2 separate regions of the Muntiacus reevesi genome follow, and region 1 is linked to region 2. A link is a contact called in public Hi-C data. All regions are on one chromosome and are shown on one strand. Each heading gives the region's core, a stretch centred on a gene start, on an enhancer-like site or on the middle of the called end of the contact. The rest is flanking DNA. Distances are from core to core; before and after follow the strand shown.

The links. Hi-C and Micro-C count contacts between places; a contact is called where the count stands out from the background.
Region 1: a contact with region 2 is called in a Hi-C map of blood, with 2.5 times the contacts expected there. The contact joins the promoter of PTRHD1 here to the promoter of NCOA1 in region 2. A contact is called at or near these places in 2 of 3 Hi-C or Micro-C datasets (blood and muscle).

Annotation. Positions count from the first base shown.
Region 1 is chr3:30,895,080-30,900,504 of mMunRee1.1, reverse strand. It overlaps PTRHD1 (peptidyl-tRNA hydrolase domain containing 1), which reads left to right and starts at 3,610. Exons shown (of 3, transcript XM_065928682.1): 1 at 3,610-3,935. The coding sequence starts at 3,684. It overlaps CENPO (centromere protein O), which reads right to left and starts at 3,629. Exons shown (of 8, transcript XM_065928680.1): 1 at 3,504-3,629; 2 at 3,125-3,234; 3 at 1,712-1,869. The coding sequence starts at 3,170.
Region 2 is chr3:30,674,076-30,679,404 of mMunRee1.1, reverse strand. It overlaps NCOA1 (nuclear receptor coactivator 1), which reads right to left and starts at 1,572. Exons shown (of 23, transcript XM_065928672.1): 1 at 1,555-1,572.

The DNA.
Region 1 (5,425 bases), core at 2,361-4,860, 220 kb before region 2:
ATGACCCAATAAAAATTCTGCAAAAGTTCTGAAAAGTTCATTTCATAAAAGAAGACTTTCAAGTGTCCAAAAAAGATACTTAAAGAACTCAAATTAATTCACAGTGACTTACTATTACACTCTCACTAGAATGATAATTTTTTTAAACTGACAGTATCAAGTATTGGTAAAGATGCAAAACAACGGAAACCCTATATACTGTTGCTGGTAATGTAAAATTAATACAATCAGTCTCAAATTCTGTTTGACAGTATTCACTAAAGATAATCCTTGTACCCTGTGATCCAGCAATTCAACAGAAAAGTATGTATTTTTACATCAAAAGATAGCAACAAAAATACTGCATTATTCTTAGTACCCCCAAAGTGAAAAAACCCAAATAATGTAAATGTCACCAACAGTTCAATCAGTAAATAAATTGTGGGATATTTTCTAAAATGGAATAATTATATAGCAATAAAAAAGAATGACCAGGGGACTTCTCTAGTCGTCTAGTGGCCAAGACTCCGTGCTCTCAATACAGGGGTCCTGGGTTCGATTCCTGCTCAGGGAACGAGATCTCAAATGCCACAACTAAAAGATTCAACACAACCAAATAAAATAAGTACATATATTGTTGCTGTTCAGTCACTAAAAAGGACCATAGCATGCACCAAAGTGGATGAATCTCACAGAGAAATCAATCCACAAAAGAAGACAGAGAGAACAGAGTTCATACTTTTTTCATTTATATAAAGCTCAGAAACAAGTAAAACCAGGGTATGGTAACAGAAACTAGAATAGTGTTACCTTGAAGGAAATGACTAGGAGAATGGAGGAGGGAGACTTCTCAGGTACTGGTAATAGTCTACACCTTGATTTGTATGGTACCAGAGTGTGCTCATCTCTATAAAAGGATCTTTAGATTTGTGCACTATATACACATATTTATCTATCTATATTAATAATGGATACAGATTTTTTCTTTACTAAAAACAAAGAATCAGAAGGAGGAGGAAGAGAAGAAATGGAGACGAGAGAGAAGAAAAAGAAGGAAGGCTGAGGACGGTTGTTGACAATGAGCAAGAAAACTTGTAATTTAATGAAAAATGTAGTATTTTATGAACATTTTCTTGGCTGTGCAAAATTTATTGGAAAATATAAATATTAGAAGAGAACCAACTAGCAGACTACTACAATAATCCTACCATCTAAATCATCTGGTAAATATTAAGAACCATGTGTATAATGTACAAGCTACGGTAAGAAAGAGGTGGAGGAGGGGGGCACAAAGACAATCTAAAGAATTTGACAGGTTTTACTAACTGGATCTGGGCTAGAGAGAAACCATAAAAGAGGGAAGAGTCAAAGTTTACTGTGAAGTTTCAAGTTGGGTGAAAGATGATTCTAGAAAGATGGTATTAATGACAAAAGTACTAATGACTCAAGTCTGGCTGAAACTGAGGTAAGAGGCTCATGTCCAGAGAGCAGGTTAAGACAGCAGGTTAAGAGACTATTATGAATTCACCTGGCCCATCAGTAAGGCCTGCCAACTGTTAGATGATATTGATATCAGCTGACTCTATAGGTGTGAACACTTGAGGAATCAAGGGCTGAAACTGCTCCAGTTAAGACCACAGGTAAAACATATTATTCAGATTTGCTTATCCCAGATCATGTTAGGTTTTTACACTCCAGGAAAGCCTGCCAGTATCGATCACACTTTACTCACTCTGGCTTGACGCTCTTTCACTTCAACCCTCAGGTTATCTCGCAGACGTTCCAGTTCATGAATCCTGGCTTCAAGAGCCTGTGCATCCTGTGGCTCTTCCAAGTTTTTATGGGATTTGCTCACTTGAGTCTCCAGTCTTTCCAAGTGTGCTAAAACACCTGAGGGAAGTAAAAAGGAACTTTCAAACAAAGCTAAGGATTTCTAACTCCAGGAACAGGAAGCACTTCAGGGAAGAACAGATGGTGACCCTTTCCCCAGAACTTTGTGGTCGGTTAAATTGTAGACAACAATTGCCAACAATTTATAAGACAAGAGGAGCTGACAACAGAAGTCAATGGTAAAAAAAAAAAAAAAAGAAATCAATGGTCAGCAACCTCTTAGGGCAGAACACTGACATACACGTGGTTCCTTACTAGGCCACCCTTCAAAAAGGGAATCATCTAAATATAGCTAATCTCAGTTATCTGTGATAATAGTGACCCAGAGGAAAACAGGGTCAGAAAAAGTGTTTTTTTTAATTGAGTTTTATACACGTTTTCCCAAAGTGGTAATGCATAACTATTTGGATTTAGACATCCATAGACTTGAGTGAGTATTCTGAAGCCCTGAAAAGTATCAGGAGCATAGAACTATAAAGGTACACACTCAGAGGAACTGTCCACCAATATTACTGGTTATTAGACAGGAAAACAAGCTCACCAATGGATAGAAACTCGGGCAATCTCAGTTTCCAAGAGACTAAAGATCAATATAGTTGAGGTCCTAGTTTTAAAATGCTAATCAACTCTAGCAATGAAGCATCTGCGAACATTTCCTACATATTAAGACACTTGCACTAGATCCTTTACTTGCAAAGCATAAGAATTAAAGCATTTATATCTCCTATACATTATGCATCTGCTAAATGCTTCAATGAAAAAGCATTAAAACAATTACTTATCTAAGTTCCACAACCACCATCACAGTGCTATTATTTTCTCCATTTTTCAGATGAAGCAATCAAGGCAGAGAAAGGTAAAATAACTTGCCCAAGGCCACAATATTTATAATGACACAGCCAGACTCAAACGCAGGTCTAACCAACACCGGTCACTGCCTGGCATGGCCCCTTCCACCGGAGTAATGCGGGAAATGGACCCCCAAATGTTCTGAGAAGAAAAGAAGGCTCAGTGGCTAGAATTGCAACTCTGAATACAAAAACATTTAGCATACTACTGCATGCAACCTACTGGTCGACAAAGGGAAAAGAGCTTAGGAATAAATAAAAGTCATTTTTCTTGCTCCAATGATCTCAGCTGCTCTTCCGTGTTAGTTTCGTTCACCATCCTGCTCCCAAACTTCGGGTTAGAGGAGAAACGGGCTTTCAGCCTGAGAATTATTTTGAGGAGTAGTTAAATGTGAACCTTTGAATACCTCCGCGAGACTCGCCGTCTTGTTTTAAAGTATTTGCCAGCTCCATCTCCTCCTCAGATTTTCAAAGGCCTTCCTAGAGAAGTTGTCCAGGCACCAGTAACTGAGTTATCCTTGTGGGCAAAAGAAAATGGCAGGAATGTACTCACACTCACGACAAACCCACAGGGCCGGCCCACAAAACGCAGACACGCACCCCTGAGCCCCGACACCCCAAGGGTGTTCGCTAGGACGCCCCTTCCCTGACCCGCCCGGCCCATCCCCGGTCCGAGTCGGTGTCTACCTCCCGGTCCTTGCGCGCTACCGCGGCGCCACGCCTCTGGATCCCCTCTCTGGGTGTCCTCGCACACGGAAGGGACTGTTAAGAGGCCGCTCAACCTACCACCCTGATCAGAGTCCGGTCCGCCACTGGGTCTGTCTTTCCCTTTACCGCCTCTCCCAGCCAGGGTCAAGAATTCCCGCCATCCTCGGCTTCAAAAACCAAGCCAAGCGGTCCCAGCGTGCTTTGCGCTCCTGCCGTACAAAAACATGGCAGCGCTCAGGGCCCCTCCCTGATCCCAGCATGCACCGCGGGGTAGGCCCGGCCTTTCAGTTGAACAGGAAGATGGCGGCCTCTGGCGGAGAGCCGCAGATCCTGGTACAGTACTTGGTGTTACGAAAGGATCTATCACAGGCTCCGTTCTCCTGGCCAGCGGGCGCAGTGGTCGCACAGGCCTGTCACGCAGCCACCGCGGCCTTGCACCTTCACCGCGACCACCCGCACACAGCCGCTTACCTCCGGGAGCTAGAGCGCATGCGCAAGGTGGTCCTTGAGGTGAGGCACTAGGCAGAGGGGTGGGACCTTGAGGACGTTGGGCCGGAAGTGGGTGTAGTTTTGAGTCCCGGAGCCTAACATCACGGAGTGGAGTGGTTGTGGCATGTGGGGCGGGGGTGGGCGCCTAACATCATGCAGTGGGTGTGGCGTGTGTGTGTGTGGGTGTGTGGGTGTGTGGTTGGGGTGGGGGGATGGCGTTTAACTTACAAGTTTTCGAAACGGTTCTGGGGCTTGAGCTACTGCCCGGCGAGCCTTACCTAGACGGGGCGGGGCCTGACGGTGTGAAGAGTGGACGCCCGGCCGGTTATAAATGCGTCCCTCTTAAATAGATGCCTGTGATGGCGGAGGGCTTTCTACCCGCCTTTCTACCTGAGCGCTGGGCTGGCCCTTTTAATGGCTGTGCTCAAAAGTACAGTCTTTATCCCTCTCCGAAAAACCGATCCAGAATCATAGGGACTCAGGGTTCCTTACTATAAGTGAAATCAAACTGAAGCATTTACCTGGGTCTGACCCCAAAATTTGAAAATAAACGTGAACCCTAGTGTGATTTGAACCTAGCATCAGAGGTAAGGTTCTTTTTACAGATGGCCAAACAGATCTTACCCTTACCTTCTGTCAGTTCTGCCTTTAGAAATGTATCTTAAGAAAATAACAAGATGCATCTAAAGAGCATTGCACAAAGATACTCATAGGAGCGTTTTATAATAGTAAAAAATGTGGAAATCATTAAATTTCCAATACGATGAGTTGGCTAAACTTCGACCCTGATAATGGATTATTATGAAACTAGCCTAAGTCGTGTTTTTGAAATACATTTAGCTGGCGTGGAAGAGTGCTCATGACGTGGTGCTCGTTGAACTATAGTCTACATACAAAATGATCCAGATTATGATAGGAAAAACTAAATACATCCAACTATTAAATAGTGGAATTTTGTTTTTTTAATAATGCTTCTCTCTCTTTTTACTTTTCTACATTAAGCATATATTTTATAATGAAAAAAATGATTGCTTTCATTTGAAAGCAGCTTTCTTCTCATAAAATTTATCTTAATAACTGAGGTGGAGGGTTGGGGTAATTCCTTCTTGGCTAGCTGGCAAAAGCATTATTTTTTCAAGAGAAAACTTGCTGTTGAGTGTTGAAACATCAAATAGTAACCTGCAGGGAGAAGTCCTGAGAATCTGTAAGGCAGAAAAGAAACATAGCTTTTCCTTTGGATTCTTTTTATAGGACTTTTATAGGAAGACTTCAAGAAATCATGTGGTTCGGACATCTCCCTCTCTCTTGCTCAAAAGTAGCAGATAAAAATATTTACCCCTTTTCTCAGATGAGACATCTGAAGCTCAGAGATTAAGTGACTCCTTAGCTGTGACTCAAGAAAGGGACTTAGGAGTCACCACTGATTAAATAAAGGTGCTCCCGTAACCACAAAGACCAGTAAGATATAAGACAATAAACTCCAGTTACTGAGTGCTTACTGTGTGCCAGAC
Region 2 (5,329 bases), core at 323-2,822:
CCACTTACCCAAAAATGCAGATCTAAAATACTCCCTTGGTTTAAACCACACAAAAAGCAATTTAAAAGATACAATCTTACAGATTTTCTCAGAAAGAAATGAATAAAAGATTAACTATAAACTATATAAAATTTCAAATTTTGCACCTTAAAAACCAAACTTCATCGTGAGTTAACTAAATGAAATAAATCATCAGTGCAAAACGTCTACAAAAATCAAATGGAACGCCTGTTCTTATAAGCAGCACCCCTGCTTTTTCTCTCCAAACCATATATTCCCTATTCAGGCCTCCTTTTTGATCCATTGTTTCCAAAGCATAAATTCTGAATAAAAAATAAAGGGAAACCATTTCCAAACCTAGTTCACAAAACCAAATTAGACCCACAAAGTACAGGAGATATAAAAAAAACATTTGCAGTTGCATGTAGTTTACAACAAATAGTTCAAGGAATGCCCATTTATTAAGCTAAATCAAATCCCACTGCTACCTTTAACCCAAAACTATTTCTAGTTCAGGAGCCAAAAGACCCAAGCAAATACTTTCTTTTCACATTATTCTCAACATGAAGAAATCTGACCCCCTTCCTACTACATCACAGCTTCTGTGAAACAAGCTGAGAGGCCCCTTTGGCCAACTTTTTTTTTTTTTTTTGAGACTAACCTTCAACCAATTCCAGAATTGAAGACAAACCTCAAATTTAACCCCTGAAATCCATCCGTTCAGCTGTAGAGTATAATCTAGGCTGCACCGCAGCAATGTTTTACACAGACACTTGAAGATTTCTTAATCACTGAAAGTGTAAGCCTCAGCCCTCACAAATCATCGCCACAGAGATTACTCTTGGCATCAACGGAGGGTGCCGGGACTGCAATTCACTCAAGAACCCTTCATTCACCACCATCATACTCGACATTAAAAATTCACCATCTCAAAAGAAAAAAGAAAAAAATTTAAAAGTCACCTTCTCCACAAGGACACCTGCCTCTTCAACGTCTACAGTGAACGAAGAGAGTCAAGTCTGAAAAGCTAAAAGATCCTCCAGCTTAAAGTTTTCCTCGCCACCAAACTCTGCAGCCACAGCAGCACGGACTGTCCTTGTCACACACACAGGCTTTATTGTCAAACCCTCCGTCTCCCTCTAACACCGTCAACTGAGGCAGTGTCTACAGTCCACGGGAGTGACTGCTTTAAAAACAAACAAACCAAAAAAACATAGCTGGGTAGTAAGAGCGGGGACCCTGGTGTCCGGTTTCTCCCATTACTCTTCCAAGCGACTGGAGAAAGGTTCGAGTTCGGTCGAGCTAACCATTAAACCATCCCACCCCTCAGTCGTCCAGCCGACGTGTTTGCCACCACCCCCCCCCCCCCGCCCCACTCCCCACTTTCTACGTCCTTTCAGCGGAATCCGACGATGGGGACCAAACCCTAGACACAACAGAAAAAAAGAATCTCTTATCCATCCCATTTCTGCCTTCGAAATCCCTCTGTCTGGAGACGGGGAAAGCAAGTTCGCGGGGGGTAAAACAGAAGCGCCGTCGAAGGCTGAGGCTTACGGGAAGGCTCGCCACGGTCATCCCCATTTCGCAGTCCCGGCAAGCGAAGACTCGGAGAGGTTACCCGGCTTGCCAAGGTCACCGCGCTCGCCCGGGCCGAGGGGCGCCCGCGCCGACTTCCGGCTCCCCCTCTCGGCGGCGGCGGCGGCGGCGGGGAGCGCCCGCGGGCTCGGGGCGCCGCTCCCCACGCCGGGCCGGCCGCCGCGAACCTCGCGCACCCTCCGCGGATGCTCGCCCGGTCCGCGCTAACTAGGGCAACTGGGAAACCCGGACAAGCCAAAGTCGCTGCTGCAGCAGTTTCCCTCCGCGGCGCAGCCCCCAGCTGGTGCCCGTGACAGCTGCGACCTCCGCCCCCTCCAGCCGCGCGAGGCCGAGGGAGAACTCGGGGAAAGTGGGAGGGGGGACGAGCGGAGAGAAAGGAGAGCGGGGGGCGGAGGGGGCGCCAGCTGCTCCCGCCCCCTAGGGCCTCGGCGGCCGCGCGGCTCGTGACAGCTGCACCCACCGGGAGGCTCGGCGCCCGCCGCCCGCCACTCACCTGCCGCCGCCGCCGCCGCCTCTGGGCCGCGCTGACGGGCTCCGCGCTCGCCCGCGACCGTGGCGGCGTCGCCGCGGCCTCTGCCGCTGCTCGGGCCGGGAGCCCGCCGCCGCCGCCGCCGCCGCGGCTCTCCGGCCCCCTCCTCCGGAGCCAGGGGGTCCCCCCTCAGGGGGGATGCAAGAACGGACCCGACACAGGCTCCGCTGGACGGAGCAACAGGGAACAGGGCGGCCGAGGCGCTGGAGGCCGCGGTCCGGCCGTCTAAGGAGAAGGCTTCGAGAATCGCGTCAGACTCCCGCTCTCCTGGCCTGAAGAACAGGCATTTCAGCCGCTCTCCGCGGCCGCCATGTTCTCCTCCTCCTCCTCCACCACCTCCTCCTCCTCCTCGGCTGCCGCCGCCGCCGCCGCCGCCGCCACCGCCCCCCGCTCGCGGCCCCGCCCCCTTCGCGCCCCGCCCCGCCCCGCCCCGCCGGCTCCCGGCCGCCCCGCCCCGCCCCGCCGCCCGCCGCCCCGCCCGGCGCGCTGCCCCTGAACCCTCAACCCGGCCCAGCCGCCGCGACCCGGTGCCCGCGAGCTCCGACGGCGCGCACGGGACAGCCAGTTGCCCCGCCCGCGGGGCGGCCGACCGAGGAGCCGCCCCGCGCCCCCTGCTGGCCGCAGGCCCGAGGGAGGGCTGCCGCGGTCCCGTTCCGGCCCGCGTCCTAACGAAGTGTGGGAAAGGAGGCCCTAACTCTTCCCCCTCCCCTCGGGGCGTTCCTCTGACGCTGCCGGGAAGCCGCCTCGAACCCCAGGGCGCTTTTAGCTAGGCCGCCCGGCCTGCAGCCTCCCGCTGGCCCAGTCCCGCCGGGAAGGTGGGGCGCGCGATAGACCCGGGAGGAGTCGGGTCTGGCCTGTCCCTCCGCTGATTTCTTGTATTACTTCGAGCGAGGCACCTCCGAGGGCCTCGTTTTTTATTCCGAAAAAATGGGAGTTGGTTGCCTGGATGATTTCACAGGCTATTAGATAAGGGAAAAGAAAGATCTGCCCCCTTCGTTTTACAGATGGAAAAAAAAAATGTGACTGGCGCGTCTGGCTGTGCAATTCCTTGAATTACCCAAAATGTCTGTCATTGACAGACCTTTCCCCGCAAACGAGGTATACACATTTCTTCTTTTCGACTCGCTTTTTAAAATTTTTCTAATAGAAGTGCTACTTCCCAAAGTAGAGTGCTCCTTGTCACTGGAGGAATCAAACAGCGGCTGAACAGGCTTTATGAGCCGTGATCGCCTTATCACGTGAAAGCACCCCTCACTTCCAGAGGCTGGCAATGTAATACCTATCTCTGTCCTCGGGTTGTCCCTAGGATGAATGAGTCGCTGGCTGCGGAGGTGCTTTATAAAGCAGCTATCCTTTCCTGCACTCCTCTTTCCAGGTAGCTGTCGGCACCTCCCTCAATCCAGTCCTGCTGTTGCTGTTTTCTGCTGTTTCTCCCTCAGTGTTTTCTACCCTAAAGCAACCTCTAGAAATCCTTAAGACCTTCACACCCCTTCTCCTAACTGAAATCTGAGTTTGCATTGAAAACACCAACCTCCTCGACACCTCTCTGAGTTAGTGAGCCGTTCCTTCCAGAAGCAGGTACTCCATCCTGCGATCATTCACTGCCGTGCCCTCGTTCGGATCCTGCTCGTAAAGGAACCTTTAGCCGACACCCCACATTCATCTTAGACTCATTTCATTCTTATTCCTGGAGCTCTAGGTGCATTTCTTTAGTTCTTGCCCTCACCGGTTTTACAGAACATCTCGCCTCCTGCAGTGTCCGCAATAATCGCTGAAAATACCAGAGCTGTATGTATCTCTTATTCGCCAGGTTAATCTGCTTGTGTAGGACATACCTTCCAGTCTAGTCCAATCCAAACTGTGTGAAGTCTACAAACGCACCACTTGTGTAGGTAATCCTGTCTCCTGGCGGGGCTACCCTTTGCTCACTGCACATTGCCAGATCCAGATTCAATGTCCCTGCCCACCCCCCCCCCCACCCCCCATTATAGGGCCTTTCTTGATACTGCGAAGTCCTCCTTTTTGGAACTCTTCTCCTCCCCTCCATATCTTCTACACTATTCTCCTCTCTCTTTGCCTGTTTTCTGAATGTCCCTTCACTAGCACTTTTCTTTGCTGCTTCTTTTCCACAGAGCCATATAATGTTGGTATCTTTAAGGTTTGAATTTTTTCCCCCACCTCTCCTCTCACTTAGATTGACTTGGTTTTGTTTCCACTTCTTTAATTGTTAAAAACACCTGCATCTCCTTCTCCCAGCCCCTGCCCCCCCATCCCACCCACTCTGCAGTCCAGTCTCTTAACTTTTAAACATCCTCAGGGAAGGCAGTGCTGAGATTTTGTTGGATGATGAATGAAACTTAACGTATTATTTATCTTACCATCCATGGACACTAAAGAAAGGACTTTCCTAGGGTGACATTCCTTCATAAGTAAGATCCTTTGACTTTCTTCTCTTTTCCTCTACATTCTTAATCACTTGCCAAAACAGTTATAACCCACTTTTTCTTTTTAATTGTGTTCAAGATCACATAACATAAAATTTACTGCCTTAACCATTATTAAATATGTTGTTCAGTATGTTAAATATATTCACATTGTTGGGCAGCTATCAGCACCATCCCCATAACTTTTTTCATCTTGTAAAACTGAATATCTTCGCTTATCAAACACCAACTCCCCATTCTCCTTTTCTCCTGTCCCTAGCCACCACCATTCCATTGGGCTGGCCAGAAAGTTCGTTCAGGTTTTCCATCACATCTTACAGAAAAACCTAAAGGAACTTTTTGGCCAAGTCAGTATTTTGTCTTTATGATTTTAACTACTCTGTGTACCTCAAATAAGTGAATAAGACAGTATTTTTCCTTTGGGGACTGGTTTATTTCACTCAGTATATGCTAGGTCGCTTCAGTCGTGTTCGATTCTGCATACCTATGGACTGTTGCCCGCCAGGCTCCTCTGTCCATGGGATTCTCCAGGCAAGAATACTGGAGTGGGTTGCCGTTCCTGCCCCCACTGTATCTTCCTGACCCAGGGATCAAACCAGCATTGGCAGGTGGGTTCTTTATCACTAGTGCCACCTGGGAAGGCTTCCTCAAAATTCATCCATGTAGTATATTGCAGAATTTCCTTCTTTTTTAAGGCTAAATAATATTCTATTGTACGTACATACCACATTTTGCTTATTCATTCATCGGTCAATGGACA